2 separate regions of the Muntiacus reevesi genome follow, and region 2 is linked to region 1. The links are chromatin contacts, called in public Hi-C maps. All regions are on one chromosome and are shown on one strand. Each heading gives the region's core, a stretch centred on a gene start, on an enhancer-like site or on the middle of the called end of the contact. The rest is flanking DNA. Distances are from core to core; before and after follow the strand shown.

Region 1 (4,487 bases), core at 842-3,341:
GCGCGGGCCGCGTCCCGGCCGCCGGGCTGCGGGCGGAGCGCGCGGGGCCTGGGCGCCGAGCCCAGAGTCATCCCCGGCGCGGGCCGCGGGCGCAGCGGCGGGCGCTCGGAGGGCCGGCCCGCGGCCCGCGCTCCATGCTGCCGCCTCCCCGCCGCCGCGGTGCTGCTGGCGGGCGCTCCTCCGGGCGCCGCTGTGGGCGCTGCCCTGCGCCTTCCTCCGCGAGCCGAGAGTCTCGGAGCGCAACTTTCTCTCCCCCTCGCTCCAGGCGGTGCGGGGGTCGCGGCGAGTGTTTTTAGTGCGCGGGTCGCAGCTTGCTCATTGTGCGCCGGCGAGGCCGATCCGGGCTGTCCTTTTCCTCCCCGCACTTAGTCTAAGAGGAAGAAAGCAAACAAGACAGGAGTGAAGCCCCCGTACATACATGCGCCGGGGGGAGATGTCAGGCGCTGCTCCACCTTCCAAACAGTCACAGATCAAACAGTGTCACCCGCCGCCGGAGCGCCACTCGCTGCCCCGCGCTCCCCGCGGGGCTGTGCCGCCAGGATCGCCGCTTCTTCGGAGGCGAAATCTAATGCAAACACATTTTGATCATGGATTTTTGGCCGGTCTTGATCTTCCAACAGAAAAATTTTGAAAAATACACAAAAAGCACCCCCCTTCCTAGAAAAAAAAAAAAAAAGCCAACAACAACAACCCGGAGAGTGTGCGCGAAGGGGTGAAGAGCAGACATTCACTGGGTGGGCGAGATGAGCGTGGACGGTCCCCCCCAAACTCCTGGGAGAGAGGAGATGCACTCTCGCTCGCTCCTCTTTTCAGTGAAATATAACACACATTCGGATCGCAGAGCTTTCAGACAGTCTCAACTGATAGACAGACACATCGAGCTGCTTTTCCGGCTTCAGTTTTTACTCCTCCTCCTCTCGCCAACGTCACCCTGACAATTACAAATAGGTCTCTCACAAACCATACCTGTCAATCTTTTTAATTGCTTTGTTTTCTTTTTTTTTCCCCCCGAGCTAAACAATATGACACAAAAAAGAAATCTTAATACGGCATAACATAAAAGATTGCACGTTGGAGAAAGACATTGAGGGGTTTGTTATTATAATCCACCGGCTGACCGTGGGTGAAGCCCATGTGTTATAAGCCAAGTTGAGTAGACACTAGTTCCTGCAGATTTTTAAACCTGCGAGTCTCCCCCTCCGCCCCCGCTTGTACACTCACACACACGCACCCACGTGGACACAAACTACCCTTGGACGAGGAATGTCCAACATTTGAGATAAAAATACCTGTGTCACTTTTGCAATCCTAGTTTGGGGGTTAGGTGTGATTGCGGAGGGGCACTGCGCGGCTTTTATATTTTGGTAATTAATGGGTAAGTGGACAATAAGGAAACATGTTTCACTACAATGTATTCCTTTAATAAAAATTTAATGATGGACTTTGCTCATTACACACACAAAAAATGTGGAAAATATTTAATCTGGCCCCTCTGTGAAACGTGAATTGATTATTTGGTCAATACAAACAGGGAGATAATTGACACGATGGAATGGCAGATCTTTCTAGCTGGGTTATAAGAAAAGGTCCCCATACATCATGGCAACGTCTCCAGTTCCATTAAGGCCCTCGGCACCCCAACCCCCAGCCCCCACCCCAGAAGTTTAAGATGTTAGTGTGCTCTGGAATTTGACCCTCTGGTATCCAGTATCTGTGTTTCTTTCCCAGTGGGAAACCCGTAACAGTCTTGTAGAGGCCACTTAAAACAGTTATGGAAAAACATGAAGTCTTAGCCAAAATAAATAAAATGGCTTAGTTCGTGCAACTTACATGGGACAGACTAAGGGCAAGAAGGCACGGGCGAGGCGTCGCGAGGACGAGGGCCAACAGCCTGGGTCGCAGGATACCCTGGGCGCCCCCCGCCCGGCGCTGGGTGCTCCTGCGCCGGTACCGGCGCCCAGGGCTCCCCGCCCGGCCTCGGGCCCGGGCCGTGCCCCGCCGCCCCGGCCGCGCTCGGGGTTGATTCGTACCACCTTGCAAGGAAGTGAACGCTCCGCACGGGAAGGGGAGGCGCCTGCGCCGGCCGCCGGGCGCCGCGCAGCTCCGAGGACGCCCCGGGCTGCCGCCGGCTGTGGGCCGCGGCGGTCGCGGGACGCGCGGGTGCCCTCGCCGCCCCCCTCACCCTTTTAGAGGAGTCAAATCCGGCTTTTAGACCGTGGGGAGGGTGGAGATATCCGGTGCCTCCCGGGCGCCGGGAGGAAGGGGGAGGGTGGAGAGAATCCTTGGCCAGTCTGCGCCAAGCAGATTCAAACCAAAACAAAAAGATTAAAGGAGCAGCGGCCGGGGCAGCAGCGATCCCCTGGCCCAGACCCCGGGGGTGGCGCGCCCGGGAACCGCGGGGGCTGCGCGGACTCCCCGCGCAGCGCGCGGCGGGGCAGGAGGGGGGAGCGGGCGTCAAGCGTAGTGGGGAAGTGGGGGCGGGGGTAGCCGAGGGGAGGGCGCGGGCCGGAGGAGGGGCGGACCCGCCCGCTCCGCCCGCTGCGCGGAGCCGAGCCTCGCCGAGCGGCCCGGACTGGGCGCGACCCCGGCCAACGGCGGCGCAGAAAACAGGCAGAGGCGCGGGCCATGCAGAGGCTAGCGCTCGCCGGGACCCGAGCCATCGTGGACATGTCGTACGCCCGCCACTTCCTGGACTTCCAGGGCTCGGCCATCCCTAGCGCGATGCAGAAGCTGGTGGTGACCCGGCTGAGCCCCAACTTCCGCGAGGCCGTCACCCTGCGCCGGGACTGCCCGGTGCCACTCCCCGGGGACGGAGACCTCCTCGTCCGGAACCGGTGAGCCCGGCGCGCGTCCCCCGCCCCGGCCCCGGCCCGCGCCGCGCCGTGCGGCTCCGGGGCTGTCCCGCGCCCGCCGGCGTCCCCACTCCCGGCGCGCGCTCGGGCGCACAGCCCGACTTTGCGAGATCCCGGGAAGTTGAACCCGCCGCCATCTGGCGAAGGCGAGCGTAATGAGACTGTTGCCGGTGTGAATATCCGATGGCACCGAGCGTCCTCATAACGGAGGGTTATTTTAATTTGGGATTCCCCTCCCCTCCCCCAGCCCTCCCTCCTCCTCCCCCTCCCGCTCCCGAAATAAAACCGACGGGACCCAGAAGGGGAGGCTCCCTGCCCGGCCCACCCGCGCGCACCCACGGCTCCAGCGATCGCCTAATCTTTAGGGTGGAGTTGTGAACAGCCTGGACACAAACCGCGACGTTTAGGTAACGTGCTTTGGAGGAAGGAGGCCGGGGCCCCGGCTGGCTGTTCCTGTCCGCTCCAGGTTGGCAGCTGCCTGGCTGTGGTGGAGCCTGTCGTTGGGTGTGTTGGAGTGCACCTCGCCGGTGCCGTCTGGGTGTTGTCAGCTGTGTGTGACTGTCGTCTGTGCCCTGCAGTGTGCCGCGGGGCGCGGGGCGCGCGTCCTGGGCGGCGCGGCCGGGGCGGGGGCATGGCCGCAAGTTTTGCAGACTGGATGAGGCTCGGGTCGTCGCCCGACCTTCGGACTGTCTTTTCCACCTCCACACTGCCCACCTTAATTTGCTTCCATCTCACTAATCCTTAGTAACTGCTGAAGCAACAAGAGGGAAGGGACCTCACTCTGCAGAGCCGTGACTGCGGCTCTGCCGGTGGGTCCCCTAGCTGCCTGACTTGCAGGCGGGGCGTCCGCTTCCTCCATCCCCCTTGGCGAGAGCGGGGCTCGCCCGCCCGGTCAGTCCCGTCTGTGGGGCGAGTGTGGCATATTTCAGGTTGCGTAATACTTTCGGAGGGAGAAGTAACTTTTGGTTGTAACCAGGTTGTCAGTGGTGTGCTCGAAAGCACCCGGTCCTCGGCGAGGACTGAGGGACCGTGTGTCTTATCTAATCAGCTTGGGGCAATGCTGAACGGTCCATTTATAGAGATTCGTATCAGCCTTCCCAACTTGGCTGGGAGACTTCGGAATTCTGACCAGGATGTCAAATTTCTGGGAACCTGTTGGAGAGGTAGAAACCAAGTGAGCCAAAGGTGGGGCTGAGTGGAGGCTGGGAAAGGGGTGGGGGCAGGGGGCGCCCGAACCGGTGGGCTGAAGTGCACTGCTGGGACCCGGGCTTCGGAGGATTTCTTCATCAGTACCAGGAACCGCTAAGGCAGTTGAGATCCAGACGCGCGTCCTGCCAAGTTGAAAAGAAGGGTGGGTGAGTGTTCACGCAGGACATACAAAACACATGAGTGATTTGCTTGAAACGAGACGAGACTCAGATTGAAAAAACCACCGAAGAAACCCAACAGGCAAAGTTTCACGCAGGCTTTTTCTCTTTTTTTCCCCCTGATACTGCTCACTGTGAACTGTGAGTCCTGATGGCACATACCACGGCTGCTTGGGAAAAGAACACCTTTTACAAACAGGGTGTGAAGTGGGGAGGGGCGGCTGAGCGGGGCGGGCAGGGGAAGGTGTGAAGTTCCCGCACTCCCAGC
Region 2 (4,536 bases), core at 1,028-3,527, 470 kb after region 1:
ATATTCGTGTAATAAACATTCTTGAGAAACACAAAATTTTAAAAATGTATCAGTCTTAGGTATTTCCATTATGACACGGCTTTAATTTATCCTCCTACTCGTGGATTTATAAACCAGGATTCTTCTCACAACCTGTGATACCTGAGAAACAGATCTCTTCTTTGAGGGGCTGTGAGAGAGGGAGGGAGGAGAATCAGATTAGAAGAGTCTGTTTTATAAGGGCTGGAGAGCTCTCCTCTAATAAAACCACATTAGAATGAATGCTGGGGGAAACGTCCCATCAATCAAGGGAACCCCCATTAACCCTGGAGATCGCACTCAAGGCTGCACCCTGCAGGCTGTCAGCGCTGCTCCCCCGCAGTCACCACTCCCACTGTGGGCCCGTGCTCCATTTCAGCACGGAGCAGCAGGCACTGTATCTGTGTATCTGTCTCCACAACCGGCCCTGAAATCATCTCGGGCAACACGTTCATCTCTCCTTCACCTAGAAGGGTGTCTGACAGGAAGCAGGAAGTGTTTAAGTCAAGTCAGCTGTGCTTTGCTGAACAACAATTGAACTCTGTCCAATCTTGCAGTTTTTGTGCAAATTTGAAATTATTCGAAAATAAAAATTTTTTTAAAAAGACGGGCGGGGGGTACCAGTAGCACTGCGCTGTCCGCAATCATCACAACTGTCTCACATGTCACATCAGAAGACACAAGCTACTGGAGAGTCCTGCCCTAGTGTTCACCAGCTGCGACACTAGGAGGGGGTCACTTCACATGGAGCAAACTTGAAAAGGAGGCTTCCCTGGTGGCTCCGGGTGAATCCGCCCGCCAGTGCAGGCAGTGGACCGGGGTTCCAACCCTGGGTAGGGAAGATCCCCTGGAGGAGGGAAGTATTCTTGCCTGGAGAATCCCATGGACAGAGAGGAGCCTAGCGGGCTACAGTCCATGGAGTCGCACAGACTCGGGCACTAGTTAGTGACTCAGGACTTGAACACAAACTTGAAAAAGAATGAGTAACAAACATTTGAGATTGGAATCCCCGATGTTAACTTTGGTCAAGATTTAATCTTGGTCTCCGTTGGTGAAGAGAATATAATTCCTACTCTACAAGACTGCTGTGCTAAATAAAGCAGAGTATCTGTCAAACGAGCTCCTAAGGATGCTCTGATCATATACGTCCGGTCTTCCCACTGGACTAACACTTCAACGCAGGGCAGGTGCAGGCGGTGACCAGTTCCAAGGGCTCAAACTGTAAAGTTCTCCCTCGATCGGCGCCAGGGCTACGATCATCTATAAAGGAGTCCCGCACATGTGCGCGTGGGTGCCCACCCCGCCCAGGCGTCCTGTTGCAGAGTTCCCCTGGAAAACAACTCCAGCCGTTCACACCGCGGCGCAGCCGACAGGGGTCAGCCGCTGCTGCGGCCCGCGGCGCCCGGCTGGGTCCCGGGCGAGCGACCCGAGAGCACGGAGGACGCGCCCGCCGGCTGCACCGGGCGGGACCCGTGGCGGCCGGCAGCCCGGGCGGTCTACGTCCCGGGCCGGGCGGCTTGAACCCGAGCGGCCGGGTCCCGCGGCCTCCGGCGCTCCGCCCGCCCGGCGTCCGTAACGGCGGCAGCGCGGCTCGGGGAGGCCGGGAGCGCGCGGCCGGCACGCGGCGCGTGCTGCGCTTCCCCGCGGAGCAGCCCGGCGAGGAGAAGCGCCGATCGCGGGCGGGGGGCGCGCGATCGCGGCCTCGGCGCTGACAGCCGGCCCGGCGGGGAGAGCCCGGCGCGGGCTGCGGGCGTGTGTCGGGGGCGTCGGGGCGGCGCCGGGAGGGACCGGCGAGCCGGGAGGGGCGGAGGCGGGGGGAGGGGGGCGGAGGCAGAGCGAAGGGCCGCGGCGGGGCGCCCGGCGCCCATCGGTCCGCGCCCCGGCCCGCAGGCCCCCGCCTCTGGGCCCCGCGCTGACGCCGGACGGTCCCCGCCCCCACGCCCCCCGCCCAGGCCGGGGGGTATCTCACCTGTTTGCCGGCGGGGCCGCTCCCGCTCGCCCCTCTGACTGACTCCTCCGGCTCACCGTCTTCCCTCTGGGAGGAAGGGGCGGGACTTCCGGCTTCGGCGCTTCCCCACTTCCGGCGGCCACCAGGACTACTGTTTCGGGGACGGGGCGCCGGGCATCTTGGACAGAGCCCCAGATCTTGGAACCGGGGTTAGTGAAGGTCAAATCGAGTGCTCCCTACCTGTCCCGACGGGCCGGCGGGCCTGTATGCCTCCCGCGTTCCGTATGTTGCCTCCTGCCGGAAGTCACTGGGCTCTGGAACAGGATGTCCCGCCCCCTCCCCCAGTGAGGAAAACGGAAAAATCCTAGAGGTCGGCTGCAAAACCAAGGGAGACGCGGGTCAATCATTGTGGACGACTGGCGGCGTCCGACCCGGAGGACCAGGCGGGGTTTGCGGGGCTCCCCGAGCGGATTCCTGCCGGACGGTCCGCCGCCCTTCCGACCCCGTGCCCACCAATCCACCCCCACTCGCCCGCCTTCGCGGATCCCGGGGGAGGCCGCTGCCCTGGGCCCGAGCTGGCTGAGCGCTGCCCGGCGCTCGTCTTGTGGGGACAGGGTCTCTCTGGCGCGCCGGGCGCTTGCGCGGCTCCAGGGACTCAGGAAGACCTGAAGAGCGCCTCAAACAAAGGGATCCTCGGAGCCACGGGCCGAATTCCGGTACTAACGGGGAGGCAGAGTTGCCAAAGGTGGTTGTTGGACGCTTTGGCAAGAGAAACCGAAGACACTTAGGGCGTTGAAGACGTCCCCGCCGAATCGTTTTTATAAACGTGAAGAGCACATCGCAAGAAGCACAGCACGACGGAGCCTAGTAGACACCACCCCTCCTGCCCCTTTTCGGGGAACTCTGGGCAACCTGAAGCTTACAGCCTTTTCTCAGGAGACTCAAAGTCCGGATGGAGGACTGCAGCTTGAAAAGTGCGCGGGCAAAGATGCTCAGAGAGGAGCGGGCAGCTGTGCTGCCCCACTTGGGGTCAGTGTAAAGACAGAGCTGGCAAAGGAGTTTTGACTTTATCTCGAAGATATAGGGAGGGGAATTTCCTAAATAATCAGCTTTGTATAATTTTTAAGTAAGTGGAATTTTTTCAGGATAGTATTACAATGATAGGCTTTCTTAGCCTGGCGGATCAGATGATAAAGACTCTGCCTACAATGTAGGAGACCTGTGGTCGATCCCTGGAGAAGGGAATGGCAGCCCACTCCAGTATTCTTGCCTGGAGAAGCCCATGGACAGAGAAGCCTTGGCGGGCTACAGCCCCAAAGAGGGAGACACAACTGAGGGACTAACATTTTAACTTGTCAACCAAAGCAACTGTCAAAGCCAGTTCCAGATCAGTGATTCTGAATCAGAACATTCAGGTGATAATCGTTTTTAAACACTGTCTTATAGAGTATCTTTCACAAACATCATCTGGTCAAATTCTTTTTGTAATCTATATGAAGCCTCATGTCTGTCACCCACAACAGGTAATTGCAGTTTAGAAGAGTCAACTTTTCCCAAGATCACACAGCTAGTAAAGGTGGAACTCGTCTGTAAACTCTACAGCCAGCCTTTTCCAGTCCACCATGCATCTTTTGGATGACAAGGCGATGAATTTCTCAACAGTTACAGTAGCTAGCATTTTTCCATGTGGAATAGACATTCTGTTGATTTTGAGTTCTGATTGATCTTGCCACCTTTCTTTTCTTACCTTGGGAATTTGACATTCCTCTTCCTTCTTGAAGCAGTGTAATCAAACCTGAGTTTATTTTTCAGTTCCCCATCATCCATTATTTTACTGAGACAGGCAGGACCTTTACATTATATAGTGACCTTCAAGAAGTCAAGTCGACTTCATTTTCCTCATGTATAAAATGAGTCATTTAGGGTAAAGTTCCCTTCCTTTGAAATTCTGTTAAATGTAAATGGAGATGTTCTCAAATTTCTAAGCCACAGTAATACTGTTACTATCAGTAAAACAGATTTTGTTCCATTAGATGATACTAATAACAGTGATGCTATGCATGCTAAGACACTTCACTCGCATCCGACTCTTGCGACCCCATGGACTGTAGCCCTCCAGACTCCTCTGTCCATGGGATTCTCCAGGCAAGAATACTGGAGTGGATTGCCATGCCCTCCTCCAGAATAACAGTGATAGCCATAGTTTATAAAGCACCTACTGTGTGTCATGCAGTGTGCTAGAGAATCCAAGAATGTAGGGAAAATTTGATTGTTTTTCTGTCTTGTTAAGGAATTTTATGTATAATATATATGTATGTCCTTGTATGTGTGTGTGTATATATATAGAGTAAGGGCTTCCTTGGCTCAGTGGTAAAGAATCTGCCGGCCAAGGGGTCAGGAAGATACCCTGGAGAAGGAAATGGCAACCCACTCCATAACGCTTGCCTGGGAAATTCCAAAAAGAGAGGAACCTCACTGGCTGCAGGTCATGGGGTCACAAAGGCGTCAGACATCACGTAGCACCCAAACAGCAGTGCGTGTGTAATAAAGCCCCTCGGAGCTTCTTTCAG

Evidence for each region. A called contact is a pair of places that touch in the nucleus more often than the background predicts.
Region 2: a Hi-C map of blood shows a contact between it and region 1, with 4 times the contacts expected there. The contact joins the promoter of ZNF407 here to the promoter of PTGR3 in region 1. A contact is called at or near these places in 2 of 3 Hi-C or Micro-C datasets (blood and muscle).

Annotation. Positions count from the first base shown.
Region 1 is chr4:3,838,482-3,842,968 of mMunRee1.1, forward strand. It overlaps PTGR3 (prostaglandin reductase 3), which reads left to right and starts at 2,092. Exons shown (of 2, transcript XM_065932289.1): 1 at 2,092-2,834. The coding sequence starts at 2,626. It overlaps TSHZ1 (teashirt zinc finger homeobox 1), which reads right to left and starts at 129. Exons shown (of 2, transcript XM_065932288.1): 1 at 1-129.
Region 2 is chr4:4,308,305-4,312,840 of mMunRee1.1, forward strand. It overlaps ZNF407 (zinc finger protein 407), which reads right to left and starts at 2,278. Exons shown (of 9, transcript XM_065932291.1): 1 at 1,988-2,278.